2 separate regions of the Drosophila melanogaster genome follow, and region 2 is linked to region 1. Evidence: chromatin contacts called from public Hi-C data. All regions are on one chromosome and are shown on one strand. The core of a region is the stretch at or near the end of the contact, and the rest is flanking DNA. Distances in the headings are between cores, read along the strand shown.

Region 1 (6,606 bases), core at 827-3,326:
AATGCGATAGCCTCCATTAAACATCCATTTTCGTAACGAAAACATTTTCATTCATCAAGCGAAAAAGTAATTGATAAATGCGGTTTCCTTATCAACACGTTCCACTGACTCATATTTCTCCATCATCATACATATGTAGTTCCTTATTTCAGTGTTATTTGAACAGGAATTCCGAGAAAACGATAAGCCCCAATATCATTTCATAACCAAAATGAAATACTAAGTTTGCAGAAATCGCGCCATTATCTAATCGTACACACTTATTTTGTTTTAATAATATATGTATATGAATTATAAGATATGTACATATGTATATGATATGGATGACCAATATAGCTCATATTCTTTTGGGGCTTTCTCGCTTTTTTAACCCAATTAACGCGGTAGCAACCCCCTGAAATGTGTGGATAAATCCAACAACAACCACCAAACACCAAGCAGGTAGCAGTGTTTATTGATATTCCCGGGCATTTCTGACCCACTACGAATTCACCTCCACTTCCAACTCCAACTTCAACACGCCCACTACTCCAGCAGAAAGAACGACCAATAAAAAAAAGTGGGCGGGGTCAGAGGTCGCACATGCAAGCTCTTCGTGGGGTTAACTTCGCTTACTTAACCCCTGGGCACCCCCCAAAAAAATACCAACACCATGAGCCATAAGCTTAAAGAGCTCACTCTTCAGATTGCCTTTTGAATATTTACAAACTCTGTGAGGTTTTCTTTTCCCACTCGGTGCCAAAATAAACTTCCTCGTGTTTCGAAAACTAAAATTCAAGCTATAATTTAATAAGAGGTAGGCATTAGTTAAACGTGTTTAACAGCAAGTAACTTGTGCACATTTTCCCAATTAGTGACAATTAGCACATGCCTTTAGTTGCAAATAGACGAAGTGGTCAAAGGCAGGTTTTCAACTCGCTTATAATGATTCTAAGGACTTTATGAAGTTGAAGGCAATTAAAGGTAAGTACGTCGCACTTTGGGGATGAAAACTAGTTTTAGAATGCAATTACTGAGGCGAGTTTAATGGTTCATTGAATAGTTTTAAACTCAATTTCGATGATACATCTGATAGTAGTGTGATATCAGCTCTTTGAGCTCCCAAAATATGAAAACTAGTCTATGTAACGTGGGTGGTACTTACACTTCCAGGATGCGATCGCCCTTCTTGATGCCCGCCTTCTCGGCCGCCCCATTCTCAAGGACGGCGCTCACGTGCTGAAGGGGGGCGTACAGCTCGCCGTTGATCGAGCGCAGTTGACCCCCCTCGGAAACTTGGCCGCGCACATTGAAGCCGAAGCCCGTTTCCGTTTTGTAAATGGTGACGACACGGGGTCCATTCGCTGTGGTCACGCCTACGCCGACGCCCATGACGACCGCGCCGCCCCCACCGCCGCCCGATGATGCGGTGACTACGGCGCTGGCGGGGGTTGGGGTTGGGAGGGGATGGTTTTCGCCAACGATGCTCATTGCGCCGGTCGTTCGCTCTCGCTCGCACTCAGTGGTGATGGCTGCTCTTCTGCCTCCACCGCACACCCCTCTCCACCTCCTCCTCCTCCTACGCTACTGCTGCTGCTGCTGCCCCTTTCCGACGTTCCTGCTTTCCGACTCACAGCAGCGCTGTGTTGTTTGCACAATATCTTTTGTTGTGTTATGGTTATTTCGCTCTTTTATTTTGCGTAATGTTTTCTGCAACTTCTTTTCGGCACACACACAGCACAACACACACACACACGTATAGAGACAGGCACCGCCACTTTTACTTTTTACGCTCCTCCCTCAATCCGCTTCACCGCTGTGAACTGCGCTCCACCGAAACTCCTCTGGCTGCTCTTTCGTTCGCACACACATACACGCGCACACACCGAAAAAAAATTTATTATTTATGTGGCTTATTTTATTTAACACACGCCTGTGTTTTCGCTCCTTATTTTATTTTCGCGCTGCGCATTTTTGTTCCGTTAGTTGGTCTGTTCTCTGTGTTGATACTCGTAGCGCAGACTTCCGATAACATTGAGTGTATCGCAGTAACTGCCAGTCGATGTATCGCTGGCGTCCTATCGCACTGGCGGACCGATTACGACTGAGCCATCGGGAGAGCAGATCAGCTGGCCGTTAATCGATAGCTATCGGTGCTGTGCAACACTACTATCGTCGGCCGCGAGCGTGACGAACGCAAATATGAGCAGCCACTTTTTAGTATTTTTGTGATATTTTGTGATTTAAAAATACCATACGGTATTTTAATCCGTTATTTTTCAAACCCACTCGACATAATACCGAATGCAAATTCGAAAATTTAACGGTACAATTTTAATTCAAAAAATTCGTGCAACGCATATTTGCATCAATTAAATCGAGGAAAATTTAATGATAATGCAAATAATTACAATAAAATAATATTAAAATGTTTGATAAATAGTCTTTCATTAAAAGCTAAGAAAAACTTGTTCTAAAACGTTCCAAAGCCAAAGACGTTAACTTATATCCCCCAAATTAGATGGTCTTAAATGATGCAATGGGTAAAAGTAAAAGGCTTTGGAGGAGCGACTGCGACCGCGAGAAGGGATCATTCATACATGGGGCATGGTCGCCGACGCTTTTGTATGGGCAGGGGGAGTGGAGGGAAGCTGAAAGGGTATGCCTTATGAGAAAATATATGGTTTTTGCGATGTACCCTAGATATTTCCACCCAACACATGAAACTTGAATGCAATGCTCCTCTTTTTATTTTCGTTTGATTTCGTATTGATTTCAGTTTGCTTTGCTGCTGCTCTGTTGATTCTGTTGTGGTGGTTGTCTTATGAAATTTGTTAAATACGCAGACTCTAAATTGTACATCATTATTTAATAATGAAGCAGTTCTAAAACACTGCCCGCCGCCTAACTACTAGTAAACGTTTTCTCTTTGTGTTTTTCGTTTTTGTTATATCTCAATTACTCACAGGCCATGCATACAAACATACACGTAAAAAAATAGTGCAAAAATGTATTACTTTTTTCTTGTTTTTCTATATGTATATAACAAACTGTACGTTTTCGCTTATCGTTTTGTCTGCCTTTCTACAGGCTATGCTCACATTACAATTCGCATAAATATTTTATAAAATAAACATAACATAATAGCAAATAATATATTGGAGGATTCAAGGAAATACAAGGTAATACAATTCTTTTTAATAATAAAACGCTGACCCGATTTATGTAATATCCTCTATATACATATATGTATATAAACATACACATATATATCTGTTTTTGAAGGGTCATCGCTTTTGTTTTTTACGTTCTCTATTCGTTTTGGCTAAAATCAAAGCAAAGTGTTCTTGAAACAGGTCCAACAAAAAATTGGCTAAAACGTGTGGGGCTCATTAAGCTCAAGCTTTTCCTAAACTTTTCCCTTTTTTTTTATACACATACACTACACTTAGATTTATCTTAATTTATCTAAGTCTATTTAAAATTATTCCTAAGCTCAAGAGTAAATTTTAATTTACGCTTACATATTTATACTAAGTAAAAAAAAAACTACAACTGAAACGGCTGCTACAAAATCCCTTCGCTTTATACTTTATATTCTATTGCTAACTAACGGCTAGCTTAAGTATTTATTTATATATATGTTATAATTACATGTAGCTAGCTTGCCCTAAAAATGTGGTGTTTTCTCTCATTTAGAATTGTGGCTGCTTGTTGGTTTTGTTGTTAATATTATTGTTGCTTGTTTGGTATGCGTTGATCCCCATCCAGATCCTGTGGGCTACCTGTCCTGGCAATTATTTACAGTATATGGAAATTGTTAATATTATTGTTGCTTGTTTGGTATGCGTTGATCCCCATCCAGATCCTGTGGGCTACCTGTCCTGGCAATTATTTACAGTATATGGAAATTGACGAGAATTCTTGGCTTCCGCGGCTGCTCTTCCCCTTCCCAGTTTCGGTTTAGATTTCGATTTCGATTTTGTTGACATCACAGACAGATGGATTGGATGACCCCGCGGGCTCAGTGGTGCCACATGAGCCATCGTTAACTCTTGGCGACGGCCTGCTCCGCGCTGGGGGTCGCTTCATTGGTTCCCACGGCAGTTAACTGCTGCTTGCGATCCCACCACTCCTGTATGCTGGACGCCATGCGATGGCGGCGGAAGCGCAGCGATTCCACGATACACATGTCCACGAAATCCGACTGCATATCCTGGTCGCCCTTGACCAGATTCAGGTGCTCCAGCAGCTGGCTGTAGTCTCGGCCGGGTCGCCGTATATCACGGAAGATCTGCAATCGTAGTTCGACGTTGTGCAACCGGGCCGCTTCGCGCTGCTCCTCGGTGAAAATGAGCGGCAGGCTCTGTCCCGGTGAGCCCATGCCCCCGTTGTTGTGCGTCGGTGAGGAGCCGCAGCTGGAGTTGATCTTCACCTCCAGTTTGTTGGGGCTGCTGTTGTTGTGACCCCGGTGGTTGTGATTGTTGCTCAACGTCGAACCGCTAGCTGCTCCAGCGGCGCTGCTGTTGTTATTGTTGTGATGATTGAGACCACTGGCCCAGTAGTAGTGGGGATTTCCCGCTGCAGTGCTGCCCGCAGTACCCGCTGTCCGTTTCAGGGCATCGAAACTGTTGCCACCCAGCGAGGCATGATCGTCGGATGAGACTCCTCCGCCACTCTCCGTGCTGCCATTGCCATTCAAATTGCTGTTGCTTGCGCCCGCTCCGACCGAGGAGCCACTGCTGGTTCCATTGTGACAGGTCTGCAGTATGCGCGAGATCTCCGAGGCATCGTTGATGTCATTGTGGCTGAAGTAGGCGGAACTAGACGATAGTCCCGAGCTGCTGGCAGCGGGCGTACTTGTTCCCAATGGTGATAGAGGCACCAAGGACAATGGCGAAGGTGGGGAAATGGCTGAACTATGACCGTGTCCATAACCATTGGCCAGTGGCAGCGATCCCGGCTTGCTGACACCGAGTAGTCCCGATCCTCCGCCACCCGCCGCTCCACCCAGGGAGCTAAGGTTGTCCAACGGCGAGCTCGGACCACCCAGATTACTGCTGTAGGCCGCATGGGTGGTCAGTCCGTTGAGGGGCACGTAGAGAACGCCCGGGGAACTGGCGCTGGAGCTGATGGAACTGCTGCTGCCGGCCGCGACGGCGGAGCAAACTTCGCTGCCATTGCTGGCGGGGATCACAGATGTTGCTGGCGTGGCTGAAACTGCTGGTGATGCTCCAATTGACGACGGTTCGTTAGCTGAAGACGCACCCGGCAGGGATGCCCCGCCTGGAACTGCTTCCGTTTCGCCCGTTTCTGCATCGTCGCTGATGCCATTGATGAAATTGTGCACATAACCATTGAGCGGCGTATCCTGATCGCTGGTCTCCTCCTCGATGAAAACGAAACTGATTCGCAAGGGATCCAAATGCGAGTTTGACATCCCTGAATCACTGGCCGAGGCCTCCGATGTGGAGCTCACAAAGCTGCTGTTGCTATTGCTGTCCTCGTCGAAACAGCTGGAACTGGGACCGCCATCAGCGCCCATGGCGGAATCGCAGCCGGATATGGATGACGTGGCGCCTGGTATCGGTGATCCTGGTGCACTACCCGTTGTTGATGATTCGGAGCCGGAGCTCGAAGATCGCGAGTCCGTAGATGATCGACGGAATTCAAAGCTACGTGGCAGCGGTCCTGCTTTCCTCTTTCGCCCACGAGACGTTCCGTCCAGTTTTTTAGAGGATCCGCCACTGCCACCTGCGCCCAGCATCAGTCCTGACATTCCACCCCCCATTCCCGGCATTCCGGGCATCCCGGGACCCGAACCACCGCCGGGCGAAGAGCCCGGGGATGAGGGACCCGGTCCAGTGGGCGAGCCCGATCCGGAAGGTGAGCCGGGCGGCGCTCCACCCGGTCCATTGCCATTTGGCGACTTCATTGGCGCCACATCGCTCAGATCCGCCTCGTCCACCATCACCATGTGCTTGTCCTTCTTGTACGGATTACCGAACATGTGCTGCCGCACATTCGTCGGCTCGATTTCACGCAGCGGATTGTCCTTGTTCTTGAGGTACTCCTGGTAGTTGCCCATCTCGGCGATGGGCAGGCAATGGCCCGAGTCCTTGGCCACCAGCGAGACGGGTCGCAGTAAGGTCTCACGCATCTTGGCTATTTCCTCCACCAAATCCCGCCGCGGTATATCGAAGGGATTGCGATGCGACTTGGCCGACGACTGATGCGTTGGCTGCGGCACCACAATCGTATAATTCTCCACGGGATCTATTTCCCCATGCAACTTGGAAAATATATCCCGGAGCAGTGGATGCCGCACCAAATCTCTGCGCAACGGCGCACCTGTGAACAGTTTGCCCGTCTCCACTTGGCGATATGGTGGCTTCGGCTGCTTCAGCTGCTTGTACACCTTCATGCAAAGATTCTCCTGATCCTGCTTGGCCGTATTCTTGATGTGCTTCAGCTGATTGGCGATCGTTGGCGACAGATAGTTGTCCACATTCTCCGGCAGCAGAAACTGCAGCAGCTGATACGGCACATTGATGTTGACCAGCGCCTTGCGCAGGAACGGGCAGTAATACGGCGGTATTGAACGCACATAGGCGTTGAATTTGTACA
Region 2 (6,663 bases), core at 1,002-3,501, 3.4 Mb after region 1:
AGACGCGGCCGGAACACGCCCAGTATCATGCTCGATGACGATGACGAGGAAGATGATGATTACAACTTTGATGATTTGGTGATGAAGGCCTGCGATTCGAATGGAAGTGCTAGTGCTGGTGGTGGTGGTGGTGTCGTTGGTGCTGGTGTACACAATAAGCCAGGAGTGCCGCCCATTATAGGCGTTGAATCATCGCCAAATGCGCTCACTTTCAAGCCAGCAGCAGCGACCAAGATTTCGCTAAAAGACACCGAGAACATCATAGCCAATCTAATGGGCACTTTAAGCAAGAATGGCACTTCTGGAGGTTCACCCGTGGGTGGCAATCGCAACTATATGATGAACCAGCAGCATGGAGCGCCAAATGCGCAGAATGCACCGAATTTGGGTCAGAATCCAGGCCAAAATCTTGGCCAAAAGCAGCCCGGAGCGGGCTATTCCAATGCGGGCTATCCAGGGCAACAGCAGCAGCAGCAGCAGCAGCAGCAGCATGGCCGCAACTTTGGCCAGGAGGCACAGCCACTGATGAGCGGCTTGAGCGGCGGACCGAATGCCAATCACTATCCAAATCAGCAGGGCTACGGCGGCTATCATCCGTTTGCGGGCAATGGCGTGCAGCAGAACTACGGCGGCATGGTGCCACCAGGTCCAGGTGGCTACGTGGGTCCGCCCCCTAATCCGTGGGCCAGCAATGTGCCGCCACAGCCGCCCTTCAACCAGATGCCCCAGAACTTTATGGGTGCCCAGCAGCAGCAGCAGCAGCAGCAGCCGCACTTTAACAACATGTTCGGTGGACGTCACTAGAGTGTCGTAGACTTAGATATCCATACTATTAACGTTATGCAATTTAAACGTAATGTAGAAACGAGAATAACGCCCTTTGAAGTGCCCGTGTATCTGCTAGCTGGCAAGTGATTTTTATTATTTTTTTTTTTACCATACATGTGTGCTGCTGCCAAAAAAAAGAAAAGAAAATAATCACTACCTTCATTTGTTTATAAAACACCGAACAACAATAGAATTCAGAAAACATAAATCTGAAGAGCACGTGAATAAACATACACAATAATTCCGGAAATCAACTTTAATCGACTTTCGTTTGGAATTATTAGCTGGGGGAGCTTTGAGTTCTGAATTCTGTGTATTGAAATAAAAATAAACGAAATGGAACGTACAAGTGACAAATAATAAAATAAAATAAAATATGTATAGCTACATATGATGTTCTTCAATGGTGATTTGATTATTATTATTTGATTTATACATTAAACAACTGATTTTTAAGTTTATTCCTCTCAAAAACAACAAATTTAAACTTCGAAACCAAAACTAATCGTACATAAATGAATAAGCGAATGCAAAGCATTTATACCAGAAGCTAAGCTTCACAGCTCCAGGGAAGTATAAGTATATACCTTTGCTCATCCGCAGCAGCAGCAGTTCCATGTATATCGAGTGACCACTGTGCCAACAGATGAAGAACAATAAATATATCAAAATCGAACGTTTCAACCGACTTTTTATGGAGGAGAATTTAAACTAATCACGGAATTAACTACAGTAGGGCAGGCGTAGGAAGTCCACGGACTGTGACTTCAGTATGCCGGGTATCTCCTGCTGCAACAGTTCGTGCAGCGACTGACCACTGTGCTTGTAGATCCATCTGCCCGCCGCCACAGTGCCGACGAAATCGTATCGCTTGGGACCGCTGGTGGGCGAACTGAGCCAGATCTGCTTGTTGGGCGTCTGCCGGTTGATCACATAGGTGCCGTGTTGTCCTCCCAGGTTCACGGTTAGCACGCCATCCTGTGGAAGCGGAAACCCCGCGAGGATTAGCAGGTCAATGGAATGATGTAATAGCCGAATGTCACCTACGCTGTAAGCCACATCCGTGCCCTGCAGCTCGGAGGCGTTCTCCGTCAGCTCCTCGAAGTAGTCGCACAGTGCGTCCAGGGTGTCGGAGCACACACGCTCGTAGGTGGCGCCGTCCAATGTGGATTCCGTCTCAATTTGACTGCTAAACAATCGCCGGTTGGCAGTGAATTCCTCGCATTGAATAGCAACTGCGGCTATCGCTGGTGTGCTGGGCAGGATCACTTGGCTGGCGTGTGCTTGGGGCTTTGACCACCTGCCCATGGTGGCCAAGCATGCCCGACCAACGATCGAACGGACCATCAAACGACCGGCAAACATTTTTTAGTTGTTTACGATTTGTTTATATTTTACAAATCCCAGTTGCGGGGCTGCCAACTTAATGGAAAATGATTTGCCGTTGGTATTTTCTAGATTCTAGTGTGGTATAATTTTTGATTTCTATAAAGCTGAATAAAAATGAGAAGTTACAGATTTTTTTTATTAGTAGCAGCAATTCAGCTAAAGTGTTCTGCTAGTTTTAGGTAACTAAAATTTTGTATATTCTCTAGCAGTTACTATTTCCTTATCATATATATTCCGCTATATATACCAATTCCCGGCTTATATGATTTTTCTTAGAATCAGATACGGCCACACCTCCACCAACGCCGACAGAAAATGGCGTCTGTCTGAAAATTGTTATTTCTCTTGGAAAATCCATACAAATTTGACCAGCGAATTGCACAAAGATGGCCCTGCCAAGCAACTACAAGCAGATAGCCGTTGGCGGCCAGGGATCGGCCACACCACTCCAGGGCGGCGGCGGTGGCTCCGGCGGCGGCAGCCGGTCGCGTTCATCCGGCGGCGGAGGTGGTGGCGATCGCAACAAGGATCAGACGCCCATCTTCACGCACAGCAACTATGGGAATCCGGCATTCACGCCACAGAAGGTAACCAAGTCGTCGAGCAGCAAGAACCAGAACGAATCAAGGCTACCCAAGCCACCAAAGCCGCCGGAGAAGCCCATTTTGCCCTACATGCGGTATTCGAAACGCGTCTGGGATAGCGTCAAGGCGAAGCATCCAGAGCTGAAGCTGTGGGAGCTGGGTAAGAAGATCGGTGCCATGTGGAAGTTGCTGCCCGAGGATGAGAAGACGGAGTTCATTGACGAATACGAGGCGGAGAAGCTGGAGTACGAGAAATCGCTAAAGGCCTACCACCAGACGCCCGCCTATCAGGCCTACATGTCGGCCAAGAGCAAGGTGAAGACCGACGTGGATATGCATGAGACACCGTCACGCGGTGGCGGCAGTAAGTCGCAGCATGAGCGACGCATCGACATTCAGCCGGCGGAGGACGAGGATGACCAGGACGAAGGGTATACGACCAAGCACTTGGCCTACGCCCGCTATCTGCACAACCATCGCCTGATTAACGAGATATTCTCGGAGGCCGTTGTACCAGATGTGCGTTCAGTGGTGACCACCACGCGGATGCAGGTGCTCAAGCGGCAGGTCAGCTCGTTGACGATGCACCAGACCAAACTTGAGGCGGAACTGCAGCAGATGGAGGAGAAGTTCGAGGCCAAGAAGCAGCGCATGGTGGAGTCCAGCGAAGCCTTCCAGGAGGAGCTAAAGCGCCACTGCAAGCCGGCGGTCGACGAGGAAACTTTCCAGAAGATGGTGCTTCGCATGTACGAGGACATCAAGCGCGATCGCCAGCGATTGGATGAACCGAATGCGAATGCGAATAGCGCAGCGAATCCTGCTGCAGCTGCCGCTACAGCTGCCGCCGCTCCAGTGACGAGGAGCGAGGAGGCAGTGAAGCCGCCAACGCAGCCAGGTCAGCCCGCTGCCACACCCGCTGGCCAAGAGCCGGCGTCGGCGGTACCAGCGCCAGCAGCTCCGCCCAAGGAGACACCGCCGGCTGTGAAGCCCGCTACACTCAATCCCACACCGAGTTCAACGCCTACGCCGGCGCCAGCGGTGCACGTGCACGAAACTGCCAGCAAAACGGATCCCGAGCCCATGGACATTGAGCCACCGCCGAAGCCATCGGTTCCGCCGCCACCCATCAAGCCAGAGAAGCTGGAGATGGCCGCTGCCCTGCCTCCGCAGTCAACGCTAGTCGAGCCACCCAAAACGGAACCCGCCAAAGTGGTGGCCCAGCCCGGCAAGGTGCCCACACCGGTGCCGACACCCACACCGCCGCCTGAGGTGGCTCCAGCGGCCGGAGCAGCTACTGCAGCGACCACAACAACGACGACGACACCAACGCCACCGCCGGTGCCACAACAGGTGCCACTGCCGCAGCAACAGGGCGGGCCAGCTCCACCGCCCGGCATGCCGCAGATGCATCCACATCCCGGCCATCCGCCACCCGGACATTCCTTGATGCCACCGCACATGGGGCCGCATCAGCCGCCGCCGGGAATGCCCGGTCTGCCGCCGCCACCTCCGCACACGGGTTATGCTAACTACGGCGGACCACCACATGGCCCGCCGCCTGGACCACCCGGTGGACCAGCACGACCCTATTACCAGCCCCAGTACGGCGGACATCCCACGCCACAGCCCTACTACGCACCGTTCTCGCCGTATCAGCAGTCCTATGGCCCGCCACCTGGCTCGCACTACATGTCACCGCGTCCGCCGCCGCCGCAGCACAATGGCAATCCCGGGCATCCGTATGCGCCGGAGCATGGAAGCAATCCACCGCCACCACAGCAGCAGCAACAACAACAACCGCCACCAGGACACCTGCACGAGCCGAGCGGTGGAGGACCCGGGGCCCCAGGCGGTGGAGCTGGAGCGGCAGCAGCAGCGGCGCCCGGAGCCGGAGTGTATCCCACGCCCGGGGCAGGAGCGGGACCAGGAGCACCACCTGGACCAGCTGGAGGAGCACCGCTGGGCGAGGCCGCAGTAGCTGGGGGAGTAGCTCCGCCAGCGGCAACAGCACCTGGCAAGCATCCAGAGGCGGAGAAGCACGAGGCGGACTAAGACAAGGAATCCCACCACCCAGATCCTAGTTGTGGTCCCTAACTTATATATGAATCGATCCCTGGTGTTGTAACATAGCTGTCCCCTCCCGGAACTTCCGGAAGGCAAACAACCGGAATGCTCTTAACTTGAAATCCCTATTTAGGCGCCACACCTAAGAACTCCACATCAATCCCATTCTCAAATTAAGTTTATATCACTTTTTTTTCGCGAAGCCTAATTTTAATATTTTAATAACTGAGTGTGCGTCGCATTCTGGACTGTATGCTAAATATGCAAATAAATTAAATGTACGATTATATGTAAGTGGAAAGGTGTTTAAATTTTGCGTTCAATTTGCAATTTAAATGGGTATGCTTGAGTTATAACGATATTTACACTGACAAAAAGATGGAAAACATTGGTAACTTAAATTAAATAAATTATTGCTTCAATGTACATTATTATAAATATCAACATTTAATTACAAAGATAAGCCCTTAACCCCTATTGGGCGTCTTAGCTTACGAACAAAGGGGTTTATTAACACTTATTGGGCGCCTGTGGCACAGAACCACCGCTAGGTGGCGCCAGTTAATAGCAGCCTTGAAAACGCAAATCAAAGACAAACAAAAAAAAGGGGGCAGCGCCAAAGCCACCCACACACATACAGCTGCAGCCAGCCAAACTTGCACACACAGAAACGAGCAAGAGTAACACACATACACACGCACGCACCGAGATTAACACACGTAAACAAAGCAAATGACGTTTGGTTTCGATTTTTGGAGTCAACTGTACCATCGCCACCTATCCCGCCCGCTCGTACACACTATTCCCGTCTCGCTTTCGCAGAAAATACAATTCGTTGGTGTTGGGTTTTTTTGGTTTCTTCTATAGAAAAAACCGTTTATTTTTTATTTTCTTTTTTTTTTTTGCTGATGTTTCCAGTTATTTTTGCTGTTGCTGTCACTGATTTGTTGTTGTAAATTGTTTTTGTGTTTTGTGGGGGATTCGTTTTTTGTTTTCTGTTTTCATATTGGTTCTTGTAAGCTACGACGATACGAATAGACACATATTTAGTCCGATTTGTTTAAATGTTCAATGTGAAACTAGTTATCGACACCAATTTACAGCTATATGTATATTTATATATATATATATGCATGTTTTATGGGCGTTTACAATTGATTATTTTGCATGTGTTTCAAACTACATATAAATATTGGGAAATATTCAATGCTCTGCTCGGCGCTTTTGCTTTTATTTTGTATTGTTATGTGATTTCTGTCTTGGTTATTTTTATTCGATGCTCTTCCAAATCTATAGATGTGTAAGTTAATCTGATTGCTGAATCATCTTTATATCTTTTTTTCATCTCCCGAAGAAGAATCATCTTCTATCGTCCGCCTAAACGTATAAAATGCATGTAAATCTAAAATCTTATTTAATCAACTAACTCTGTCACGCCCATCCCTTCGTTATGTGTATATATATATATATAACTTCTATATATATATATATATAATGCTCTGATTATGATTTGCAGTAACGAAAAGTGAACAGAAGAAAGAGTATTAATATCTAGTTCTTTTCCTTCCGCATAGGTTTATATTTATATTTATATATATATATATATTTATATATATATGTATTTATGTATATATATGCATATACGTAAGTGTAAAGTTAAGTGTACTCGATTCGGTCTTCGGTGTTATATATGGATATTATCTTCATAAAAGCCGCGTGCCGTCAGTGGCATCGCCAGACGGCCATGCCCTCGCCGCCCATCCAGAGATCCGGGAATCACCGCCAGGCGGTCCGCAAC

Evidence for each region. Hi-C and Micro-C count contacts between places; a contact is called where the count stands out from the background.
Region 2: a Hi-C map of the Kc167 cell line shows a contact between it and region 1, with 4 times the contacts expected there. The contact joins the promoter of fh here to the promoter of Snx27 in region 1. A contact is called at or near these places in 5 of 107 Hi-C or Micro-C datasets (the Kc167 cell line, brain, embryo and 1 more).

What each region holds. Positions count from the first base shown.
Region 1 is chrX:5,735,955-5,742,560 of dm6, forward strand. It overlaps Snx27 (Sorting nexin 27), which reads right to left and starts at 2,077. Exons shown (of 6, transcript NM_167045.3): 1 at 1,145-2,077. The coding sequence starts at 1,470. It overlaps IntS6 (Integrator 6), which reads right to left. Exons shown (of 2, transcript NM_132025.3): 2 at 2,709-6,606. The coding sequence ends at 4,028.
Region 2 is chrX:9,146,820-9,153,482 of dm6, forward strand. It overlaps fh (frataxin), which reads right to left and starts at 2,252. Exons shown (of 2, transcript NM_078539.3): 1 at 1,876-2,252; 2 at 1,261-1,806. The coding sequence starts at 2,193. The coding sequence ends at 1,552. It overlaps CG7065, which reads left to right. Exons shown (of 3, transcript NM_132301.4): 3 at 1-1,075. The coding sequence ends at 804. Bap111 (Brahma associated protein 111kD) reads left to right here and starts at 2,490. Exons shown (of 1, transcript NM_132302.4): 1 at 2,490-5,157. The coding sequence starts at 2,604. The coding sequence ends at 4,853. His3.3B (Histone H3.3B) reads right to left here. Exons shown (of 3, transcript NM_001272445.2): 3 at 5,704-6,663.